Regions from separate parts of the Mus musculus genome. Here region 1 is linked to region 2. A link is a contact called in public Hi-C data. All regions are on one chromosome and are shown on one strand. Each heading gives the region's core, a stretch centred on a gene start, on an enhancer-like site or on the middle of the called end of the contact. The rest is flanking DNA. Distances are from core to core; before and after follow the strand shown. Region 1 overlaps Arhgef10 (Rho guanine nucleotide exchange factor (GEF) 10). Region 2 holds the start of Cln8 (CLN8 transmembrane ER and ERGIC protein).

Evidence for each region. A called contact is a pair of places that touch in the nucleus more often than the background predicts.
Region 1: a Hi-C map of regulatory T cells shows a contact between it and region 2, with 1.8 times the contacts expected there. The contact joins the enhancer-like site here to the promoter of Cln8 in region 2. A contact is called at or near these places in 1 of 39 promoter capture datasets (macrophages), 5 of 484 Hi-C or Micro-C datasets (CD4 T cells, Th2 cells, cortical glia and 2 more), 3 of 115 datasets of contacts at active chromatin or transcription factors (embryonic stem cells and extraembryonic endoderm stem cells) and 3 of 9 other capture datasets (adipose tissue, liver and pancreatic islet).

Annotation. Positions count from the first base shown.
Region 1 is chr8:14,939,247-14,944,198 of GRCm38.p6, reverse strand. Arhgef10 (Rho guanine nucleotide exchange factor (GEF) 10) reads right to left here. Exons shown (of 29, transcript NM_172751.3): 8 at 3,827-3,990; 9 at 1,473-1,589. Among named protein-coding and RNA genes, the nearest start is that of Gm35285, 8.7 kb to the left of the region's middle. Within about 2 kb of position 2,903, at least 40 of the 459 cell types and tissues checked have an H3K27ac peak or open chromatin away from gene starts, as enhancers often do. A contact at or near this core is called in Th2 cells, double positive thymocytes, pancreatic islet and 1 more, where this site is marked.
Region 2 is chr8:14,884,560-14,889,983 of GRCm38.p6, reverse strand. It overlaps Cln8 (CLN8 transmembrane ER and ERGIC protein), which reads right to left and starts at 1,448. Exons shown (of 3, transcript NM_012000.3): 1 at 866-1,448.

The DNA of each region.
Region 1 (4,952 bases), core at 1,654-4,153, 53 kb before region 2:
GACCTTAACCTATTGGGATGTCAATGGCTCTTTGAGCTCCCTGCAGGTACCATTCCTGGTCCCATTCCTCTTGACCCAACCATGGGCAGCTGCACCTCAGCCCCACTTGGCCACATCAGAATAATCAGAGGACTGCAGACTGGGGGCAGGTGGGGCCCTCTAGACCCCAAAGCTTGCCTCCACGTTTGGAAGAAAAGACTAAATTCTGGGAGCTAGTTAAAGAGGCTCATCCAAGGCTCAACCAGGATGCTGGGCTCTCACTGTTCATGCTCCTAGGGCTTGCTCACATCTTTGGACCTGCCAACCACAATCATCCACACATTCCTAAGCTGGACCGAGCTGGACCTGTGCAGCATGCTACCCCACCTAGCAGAGAGCCCACGGCTCGCAGGAAAATCCCAGAACCAGCAAACTGTCTCGTGGATCTGCATCTGTCTTCTTACTGCCCTGCGGGGAACCAACCAGATGCTGGCCGAACAGTGGCGTGCCTCACGGGAAGGCAGCTCTTCAGAAAGCCTGGTGTCTAGATGCTGAAGAGTGGAGCCACTGCCTGCCCAGGGCTGGCTCCAAGAATCTCTAGCTCTTGTGAAATCCCATCTAACACACGAATAAGTCTCACGTTACCAAAGGATGGAGAGTCAGCAAAAGTTACTTGACAGTGCCCTTTTAAAACACATCTCAGAGGAGGAAGATATGCAAACCCAGTAGTTCTCAAACTTTTGGCCTAGGAGCCCCTTAAACTTCACAGTCATGTTCACTGGAGGTTTGGAGCTGGAAATGGAGCCCGATGAATGCCCTGATAGCTTTCTTTTGTATTTTATTAATCTATTGTGTTCAAGTTAAAATTGGTAACAATTTAAAATCTTATACTGATACATTCTTTTTTGCTTGTTTGGGTTTTGGTTTTTTGTTTTTTGTTTTTGTTTTTGTTTTTGTTTTTTTTTTGAGACAGGGTTTCTCTGTGTAGTCCTGGCTGTCCTGGAACTCACTCTGTAGACCAGGCTGGCCTCAAACTCAGAAATCCACCTGCCTCTGCCTCCCAAGTGCTGGGATTAAAGGCGTGCGTCACCACACCAGGCTCATATTGATACATTCTTAGAAGATAATCAGTCTATTGCACTTTATATTAAATAACACAATTATAAGAAGTGATTCTATTTTCCAAACCAAAAATCGATATTTATTTCGCATGTTTGGGAATCTCCCAGACACTGCTGATTCCACACTCCATCTGTGGGTGACGTCCCACATTGCAAGCGTCTGGAAGCTTCCTCCCTGCACTTGTGAGAGAACAAGTTCAGAGGTCATTAACGATGGCCCTGGAAATGCTCAGGTAGCCTGGGAGCCCTGGGCCAGGCTTTGAGAACCACTGTTCTGGCTGGGATGCACGGGGCGGGGCGTCAGTCCAACGCACCCTGCGGTCTGCTATGGACCACGTGCTCACTGCAGAGTGTAAGGAGGAGCCACACTACCTTCCGCTCCTGCCTCTGCTTTGCCTGCTGAATCTCCATGGCTCCCACCGTACTGGCCACCAAGCCTCTCATCTTTTCCTCACAGTGCGCCTTAAAGCGGGTTAGGTCATGAGAGAGCTGTAGCACAAAGAGATATGCTTTTTTCAGAATGGGCTCTGTGGGTCCCCAGAGGCTATCCTGCGTGAAGGATGTGGCGCCTTCTAGCTGGAGGCCACCACCTGCTCTGCTTGACCTGAAGTAAAACATGTGTGAGTAAGGCATGCAAGAAGGATGTGTGCTCCTTCCACCGGCAGGCAGGCTGCGTGTGCTCCAGGGAAGAGCAAAGTCAGTAGATGTACAGAATGATCTATGTAAGATCATTCACTTATATCTCCAGGAGACAAGAGCTGGCACACGCAAAATACACTTAAGGCTCTTCTGTGCCAGCATCCGAGGGGAAGAACCTGGCATTCAGGACCGCGCCGGAGTGCGGTTGCTCTAGGGAAGACACTGACTGGTGAGTTGGCTAGAGTGTGCCGAGCCACCCTTCCTACCCTTATCACCACCGGAAACACAGAGAGCCAGCCGCTTCTCCCCTGGGGGTAAGGTCTCACGTTAAACAGGACAAGAACACTTTCAATCATGTTCAATAGAAAGCTGGTACTTCTTTAACATACACATTCATCTGGAAAGCCTAATCTCCATGGACTTCTGTGTCACACGGGCCTACGGCACAGAGACCCCTCTCCACAGCCCCGGCCTCCAAGCGAGAGACATGGGCTCTGTACCCCTCAACACCACTCCACACTCATAGGCTGTTTCCCACCGACATCTCCAGTGCTTCTCCTAGCAACAAAAGGCTGCTGAGCCACTTGCCGTCCTCGCTGGCATTTCTGGAGGCTTGACCGTAACTGTGAGTCCACCTCAAGGGCGGCCAGAGCAGCCCCATTAGCACTGCCAGACTGGATGCCATCTGCCCAAGTCAATCAAACAAACAGGTCTCAAGTGTTTGCTGCCACACAGGGACCTAGGCGCCCCTGATGCTCCCCCTGCCCGGCTACTCTTTCACAACCTTGTTTTAGGTTGAGAGTATCTAATAGGGCTTTATGCAAACAATTATCACTTCATTATAAGCTCCCCTGGCTGCAACTGTAGGTCCATCCCTGGAGAGATCCCAGCTGTACTCCTGATCATTAAAAAGAAAAAACAAAAAAATATTCCTGGAGAAAGTCTGACCGAAAGCCCACCATGCTTCTGTCCTTGGGTCTGAAATAAGTCAGAGGAAATGACAGTTCTCAGGTGACAACTTGCAGAGCTACAGTGGCACAGAAACGTGGTCCCGCCCACAGCCTCGGGCTGCTGGAGTCTCTGGGGAAAGCAGGCAGATGAGGAAGGTGATAGTTAACTGTTACAAAGGCAGAACCAGGTCTTAGAGGAGGACCTCAGGTTGGCTACCTGCCAGCCTCACACAGGAAGTGCTCAGACACCACGTGACTGTACACAGTCAACCCTTACACCCTTCCATAGGAAGTGCCACCAACAGGAGGGTGTCACACGCAACAGATCCTTCTCCACCTGGCCATAGGGGACCCCAGCAACAAGACTATGTGACCCTGCCAGCCACAGAGAACCCCACATTCACCTCAGGCAGTTGTCAGGGCCAGGAGCGCCCCTCAGTAGGACACTCATCCTGAGGGCTTCCGTGTTCTTCCCTGGACTGTAACCTAAGACGTTTTATGCCCCTAAATTGAAGTTCTCTCCAGGGAACAATGATCCGGGTTGCTGCAGCCTCGCCGCTCACCGTCGCTCCTCTGACCTTGGTCTTCATCCAGCTCACAATGTAGTTGGTCATTGTCAGCAGTGCGGAGCAAAACAAAGCTGGGGCCTGCCTTATCCATAGGGCCTGGCCAGCTCGCTGTGCAGAAGGACTGCGGCTGCCAGACTGCAACAAGTTGGTGCCCAGTGATACTCGTTTTCCTTTTAAAGTTTGTCTTTGTGGAAAAGGGAGTCTTTCTCTGTAGCCCTAGCTGTCCTGATACAATACCGCAGGTGGTCAGTGATCTCCCGAATGCCCTCCTACTTCAATGTCCCAAGTGCTGGGATCACACTTGTGCCAACGTGCGTGGCTTTTACCATCTTAGATCCTGGATGGCGAGCCTGGTTAGTACTGCAGAAGTGACTTTATGAGGGTGTAACAGCTGGACCCTCCTGTGCTTACACATAGGAGACCACTTCGCTGGTACCCTATGCTCTCCAAACTACACTCGGATGTCTGGGGACTAGCCACGGAAGCGTGTGGCTCAGAACACATTTCCCAGTCCTGTTCCCAGGTAAACAGGAGAACACTCGTCCATCACAACAGACCAAGCACATACTTGCTTTTTATGACTGCTGCGCAGGAAGGACCTGGGAATTCCGTTCTTGCCCTCCGAGTCGCTTGGCTCCTCATAGCTTTCGAATTCGCTGGAACTCCACCCGTACTCTGGGGAGCTGTTTCCACCTTCTTCGCCGTTCTCCACATCATCATAAATCATTTCATCTGGGTGCACAGACCAAGGTGACAGCAAATTTAAGTTTGAGTTCATGAGCCTGCTGAGTTACCAGACAGAGGCTGCCCCAACACTGTTCAGGAACAACGTGGACGCTGCTAAGGGCTCTAGCTCCCCGGTGGACCCTCTTCCATGCGGGCAGTGACTGAAATCTGAAAGTGCCCTGGGGACCCAGCACAACTACAGCAAATAAGATGAAAATATACTAAACAATATGCTGGCCATTATAAACTTTCCACAAAGCGAGGCCTTTGTATATGAGTGTGCAAAGACTAGAGACACAGGCGAGAAGCAGGTAGAAAAGTGGCCCAGAGGTAGCAACTGATGGATGGGGGATCTAAGGATGATATGTCGCTCTCTAAGTAGTGAATAGCTCTGTAAGCCGGGACCCAAGGGAGGCCCACCTCTCCTACATCCTCCCCAGATGCTGAGCGGCCTGGGTATCACACTGGGGCAGGGCCTCTGCCTCTGAGTCAGGCAACTGATTCAGGGCCAGGTGATTCTCACAGGAGAACTGCAACCTCACTAAACTCTTTCCGCTTACTGATCTAGAGTTTTGACTGTTGTACAGACAGATGCTGCCGTTTCCTCTGCTGAATCAGCCTTTCCCTTCTCTGCTTCTGTCCCTATAAATGTTACCAGAGTCCACTTCTGCCACTTGTCAGAGCCCAGCTAGCCTTTGGTTTGTCCAGGCTCTCCTCTTCCTTCTGGGTTCTGTTTCCCACGTTTCCCTGGTCCAGGCACCCTCTCTGCCACCCTCTGATGCTGCTGCCCTCCAAGGCACTGACTGCTCTCACCACTTCTCAGGAAGTTTTGCACACAGGCCATTATCTCACTTTACTGCCGTCAATCTGTCCTGGGTGGTTTTAAGATTACTAAAGGCAAACTATGCTGTGATTTTTTTCAGTCCAATTTCATCTTTGACAGCGTTTTGAAGATAATAGTACAACTA
Region 2 (5,424 bases), core at 199-2,698:
GTTCTCAGTGGCCTAAGAGAAACACTACTGGGACTTATTTACCTATCCACTAACTATCCTAGCCGGATTCTCCAGATTCTCACTATCCGAAGAGATTCGGTCCTGAATAGCACAGGGAGAGCTTTCAAGGTCTAGGAGCTTTGTTTCCATAACAACTAGCACCTAGAGGCTAGGGCGGGTCTACCAGAGCTTGGGTGGGTGTAGTGGAATCTCATATTTTCAGAATATCTGAGGTTTCCTTAATCATAGCCTTTCCCACTCTTCCTAGAGAAAAGTTTAAATAAAAAAATACAAAACACGGGAACAAGTCCAGTGTATAGCTACAGATTTCATACATAAACACGGTCAGAAAACAAATATCGATACCGACATGAATTCAAACAGTACTTAGGAGCAGCCACCTACTCTGTCATTCCGACGACTCTGAAAGCCTTCTAAAAGGGCTTAGGCACCCTTTTCTAAGGCAGCAGCACCCTAGCCCCAGGACCTCCCACGGTGTGCTGAGAGCTAGGGGTCCTTCCTATTCCCGCTCCCCTTCACTAAGTGCTGACACCACCCAGTCCTACCTCGCGGAGATCTGACCAACATCGCCTTTCACCCTCTGGTCCCATGATGATCCACACTCAAGTTCCTCATCCCCTAGCACTGTACAGACCTAGCCCAGCGACCGTGGTCCATCACTTTGCTGCCCCAAGTTCTCTTGCGACCCAGGTCGACCTATCCAGTCGGACCCAGTCTGAATCGTCCACCCGCGCCCACGGTGGCCCAGGACCTATACACCAAATGGAATGCTTCCTCCTCGGGTGGCCAAGCAAAGACTGCGCTGCTGCAGGCAGGTGTATACAGGGTGCCCTTCACGTCTCACCTGCATTCAGGTGAGCAGAAGGGGGGCGCCGCCTCTTGGTCCATCAGCTGCTTAGACTCGCTGTCCCAGGAGCTCCTGAGCCGTAGACACACCTCGTGACCGGAGCCAGATAGAATACCGGTCGCTGAGTGGCACTGGAGACTAGGGCCCCACGCCCATCTGTGTCCCCGCCTCAGCTGGGCACCCCGCTTTCAGGCCATCCCGCCCCTAGCACCGGAGAAATCACCCACGACAGTGTCGCGCGCTGAGCAAACACTATCCACTGCGCACGCGCACTGCTGAAGCCCTAAGCCTCGCCTCCCTAGGACGCTACCAAGGTAGACTCGGGGGGCACGAGTTGGGGTAGGATCATCCCATCCAGCGCCATGGGGGTGCCTGGAGCAGGCTACACAGTTCGCAGCGCGCTATGCTAGATTTGACTATCGTAGCTCAAGTTGGTGCTGGGACCTTAAGAGTGGTACGGAGGGATCAGTGGAGGAATTCCTCAACCCCCACCCCAACTGACCTTCCACGATCCTCTGTGTGGACCGTCCCCCAAGACCCTCCTACGTACACCCCTTCACTCCCTGTCCCTTCCCTCTTTCCTAAGTCCCTAAGGCCTCTGACGTCAGAGCGCAGAGGTGAAACGCAAGCGCACGCGTCTCCTGGTTGGTGCTGCCAGAGCTCCAGGCGACTGCATGGAGTCGAAAAACTTGCTCAGGCCGACAAAATGGACCGCACTGTGTCCCTTGCTACAGCAGCATTGTCTTCCAGGCGGTGGTAACCAGCTCCTGTCTGCACAAGTACAGTTCGGGCTTACGGTCCCTTAGGAAAAGGTGGCTGTGAGGCGTGTGCAGAGCTACCCTGTGCTCCTGCTAAGAGCCGAAGCTAATTCAGAGCCAGCATTATGAGAAGAGCAAAGACCTCCCGACCCATTCCATGTACCTACTAACCAAGCGGGGCTGGTAGGGTAGCGGTGAGAGGTGCGGAATCAGTCCCCTCTCTCTGAGCAGATAATCAGCACTTAGTACCCTCATCTACCTAGCATAGCAGGAAAACCAACCTGGCTCGGGATTCACGTCTGGCCTCAGCACTCCTTGTGCAATGTCTGCTAGTCAGGTGCTTGCAATTGCCTGGCCCTTATCTAGACAGGGCAATTGCCCACCCTACCCTGGATTGCAGACAGGTGGCCACATAACAGAGTCCTCCCTAGAGCCCTTTATCATACCATATCTTGATAATTAACAAGATAGCTGGTTTAAAAGACTAGAAGGAATAGCGTCCTGTACATACCCACCCTCCTGGTTCTGATATTGTCTCTGAACACCCAGGAATTGCAACATAGTTAACCAGGCCACCTGCAGAAATACCTTTGAGAAACATCACACAAGATGGATAGAATGGCTAATGAGCTGTGACTTCAGCCCTGTGCCCCTGTGACTTGTGATAAGGGTCCCTTTACAGCAAAGATTTTACACCGACGTTCAAGTTCTGTTATTTTCCTGAGGTTTCATCAATATTTGGTGCACCCCAGAGTCCATGGTTGGCACCTTAGTTTTTCCACTTGGCTGGTATGAGCAATAACATAGTTTCAAGACCACCCTAAGCTGCTTGAAACCCTGTGTCAAAATAACAAGAGAGATCTGGGTGTGTAAACAGCGTTTAGTAATACTGACCTTTGGCCAGGTGGAGATAGGAAGGTCAGGGGTTAAAGGTCATCTTCAGGGAAGGAGTTGATTTTAAGGTCAGCCTGGGTTAGACTGTTTACAAACACACCTTTCCTATCTGACCGCAGTTCCTGCATCATCACCTGCAAGTTTGCACCCCAGGCACTGTTTCCATCTGGCCAGCCTGGCTGGATGTCTCCTCTAAGCCCTCCTTAAGCCTCTCTTGTGTCAGGTTCCCACACCACACAGCTCACTCATCCATCCAGATGTTACAGTTGCCTGTCCCAGGCACTATGACCTCGACTGTTAGTCTCAGGCAGTTGCCCTCTGTTACTGTGTCATAGGCCGTTTGGAGAAGGCAAACTGGAATGACTTTAATGGAGGTGGGGGGGGGGGTTAATTTAACCCTCATTTCCTGGTAGCAAAATGTACTCATTGCGATATTTCATTGTTTCTTCAAGAAGACATCTCTTTCTACCATGCGAGTCCTGGGTATTAATGTTCAGTGTGGCATGCCCAGAAATACACACAAATAAAATAATAAACAGATTATTTTTTTCTTACAAGGCATTAGCAGGTAGACAATAAGAATTCTCTTGCCAGGTATTTGAAAGAGAGAAGGAGTGGGGGTGGGGTGGTATATGTGAGAGGAAGGGAGGGGAGAAATGATGTAATTATATTATCTCAAGAAAAAAAAGAAGGCATTTCTCCTATCTAATTCTTGCTTTTGGACTCAAATGTGGTGGAGTTCTCAAAGGGGTGTGTCTCTGGGTGAGATAGGGAGAGAGATTCCTAAACTTCAGTGCACGGAGTCATTTCCCAGAGATCAGTAGTATTCATGGGACCAGGAGGCACAGGCTCTTATATCTATCTAACTCATATGGTATGTTAACAGCAAGCTCCTCTTCTTCTCTTCTGTCCACTATGTGTGCAGTGTGCCCGGCCTTTGTCTTGTGGTGCAGGGTAATGCACACTGTCTCTAGGGAGAGACTGGCTATCAACCTGCACCTTACAGAGAAAATGCCCTTAAAAATGGATGGGTGAAGCAGGGCCTGGTGGCACATGTGTTTAATCCCAGCACTTGGGAGGCAGAGGCAGGCAGATCTCTGTGAGTTTGAGGCCAGCCTGATTTACAAAGAGAGTTCTAGGACAGCCAGGGCTGTTACACAGAGAAACAAAACAGAAGAAAAAGGTGTATGAGGCAGAAACAGAAAGGCAGGGGAGATCACAGAAAAAATTCAATGTAAAGATTGCTTTCAATATTCCTAGCAACACTCCTTTTTTAATAGAGATATTGCAAATAAGAATGATAAAATTGCAACGAGACACACTTGGGGGCCTAAGCGGGTTCAGCTTCGCCCTTCTCCCAGCCATAGACCTAGAGCGTTCTGAGCATTTCAGACAGGATTAGGAACTTTGTTCACGGTCACATGTCTTAACTCTCTGTGTCCTGTACAGACAAGGTTTCTTCCCTTCCTTGTGACCTGTGTTCTTACATGGTGGGGTTGTAATCCTGTTCACTGTTCCCCAAACCCCACAGTGCCAGTTCGTTTACTAGAAGGAAAGTAAGTTCTTAGCCTTGGCTATGTGCTGTGCTTTTTGTAAGTGCTTGACTCCTAACACCAGAGCTACTTCTCAGTAAGATGCAACTCTGCTTTCTGCTGCCTTGCTCCAAAAGGGTTTTCTTTCTGTAGACATACAACACCCCCCTCTCCCTTTTGATGAGACCAGTGTTAAGCCCTTTTCCTTAATCCCCCTTGGTTCCAGTTCAAATGTTTGTCCGAGAATCTGAACTCAGTCCGTTGTTCTTTCTGGATTTGCCTGCATGTATGCCTCTACACAACATGAATGCAATGCCTGAGGGGGCCGGAAGAAAGTGCTGGAACTGGAGTTACAGTCAGTCACGAGCTACCATGTGGGTGCCGAGAATGCGACCCAGGCCATCTGGAGTAGCAGTCAATATTCCTAATCACCGAGGCCCTATTATCTATGGAATGGCTGGGACAAGCCTCCTGGCATCTGGTATCAGATGGACCCATAGCAATGTGTCGAAGGAGCAGCAGCCAACTCCTCTCTGCCCTTGGGTGTTCCTAGTGGCATATCCCAACCTAATTCCCAGCAAGATCTTCTTCTTCTTCTTCTTCTTCTTCTTCTTCTTCTTCTTCTTCTTCTTCTTCTTCTTCTTCTTCTTCTTCTTCTTCTTCTTCTTCTTTTTTTTTTTTTGGTTTTTCGAGACAGGGTTTCTCTGTGTTGCCCTGGCTGTCCTGGAACTCACCTTGTAGACCAGGCTGGCCTTGAACTCAGAGATCCACCTGCCTCTGCCTCCCAAGTGCTGGGATTAAAGGCGTGTGCCACCACGCCCGGCTTCCAGCAAGATCTTCTTATGCTCCCTAAATCCTGACCTCAGGCCAGTTTTAGCAAGAATCTTATCAAGTTGGTAAAACAAAAAACAAACAGACAAACAAACAAAAAACCCACTCTTGCTTGTGGATGAAATTTTTTCAAAAGGGCAGCTTTATTATCATTTGGCTTGTCCCCAAGGAAAAGCCTCTATTTTTTTTTTAACATTTATTTTATGTATGTCAGTACACTGTCGCTGTCTTCAGACACACTAGAAGAGGGCATCAGATCTCATTACAGATGGTTGTGAGCCACCATGTGGTTGCTGGGAATTGAACTCAGGACTTCTGGAAGAACAGACGGTGCTCTTAACCACTGAGCCATCTCTCTGGCCCTGAGAAGCCTCTTATAACAAGATCAATGTCCTCACCTGGGTGCAATTTCCCACTGCCCCCCTTACCACACACACCCTGTTCCCACTGCCCTCAAATTCAACTTGAGTCCATTCTTGTCCTTGCTATAGAACCCCACTACAGGGTATAACTCCTCCCACAACAGGCCTCTGGAGAAAGC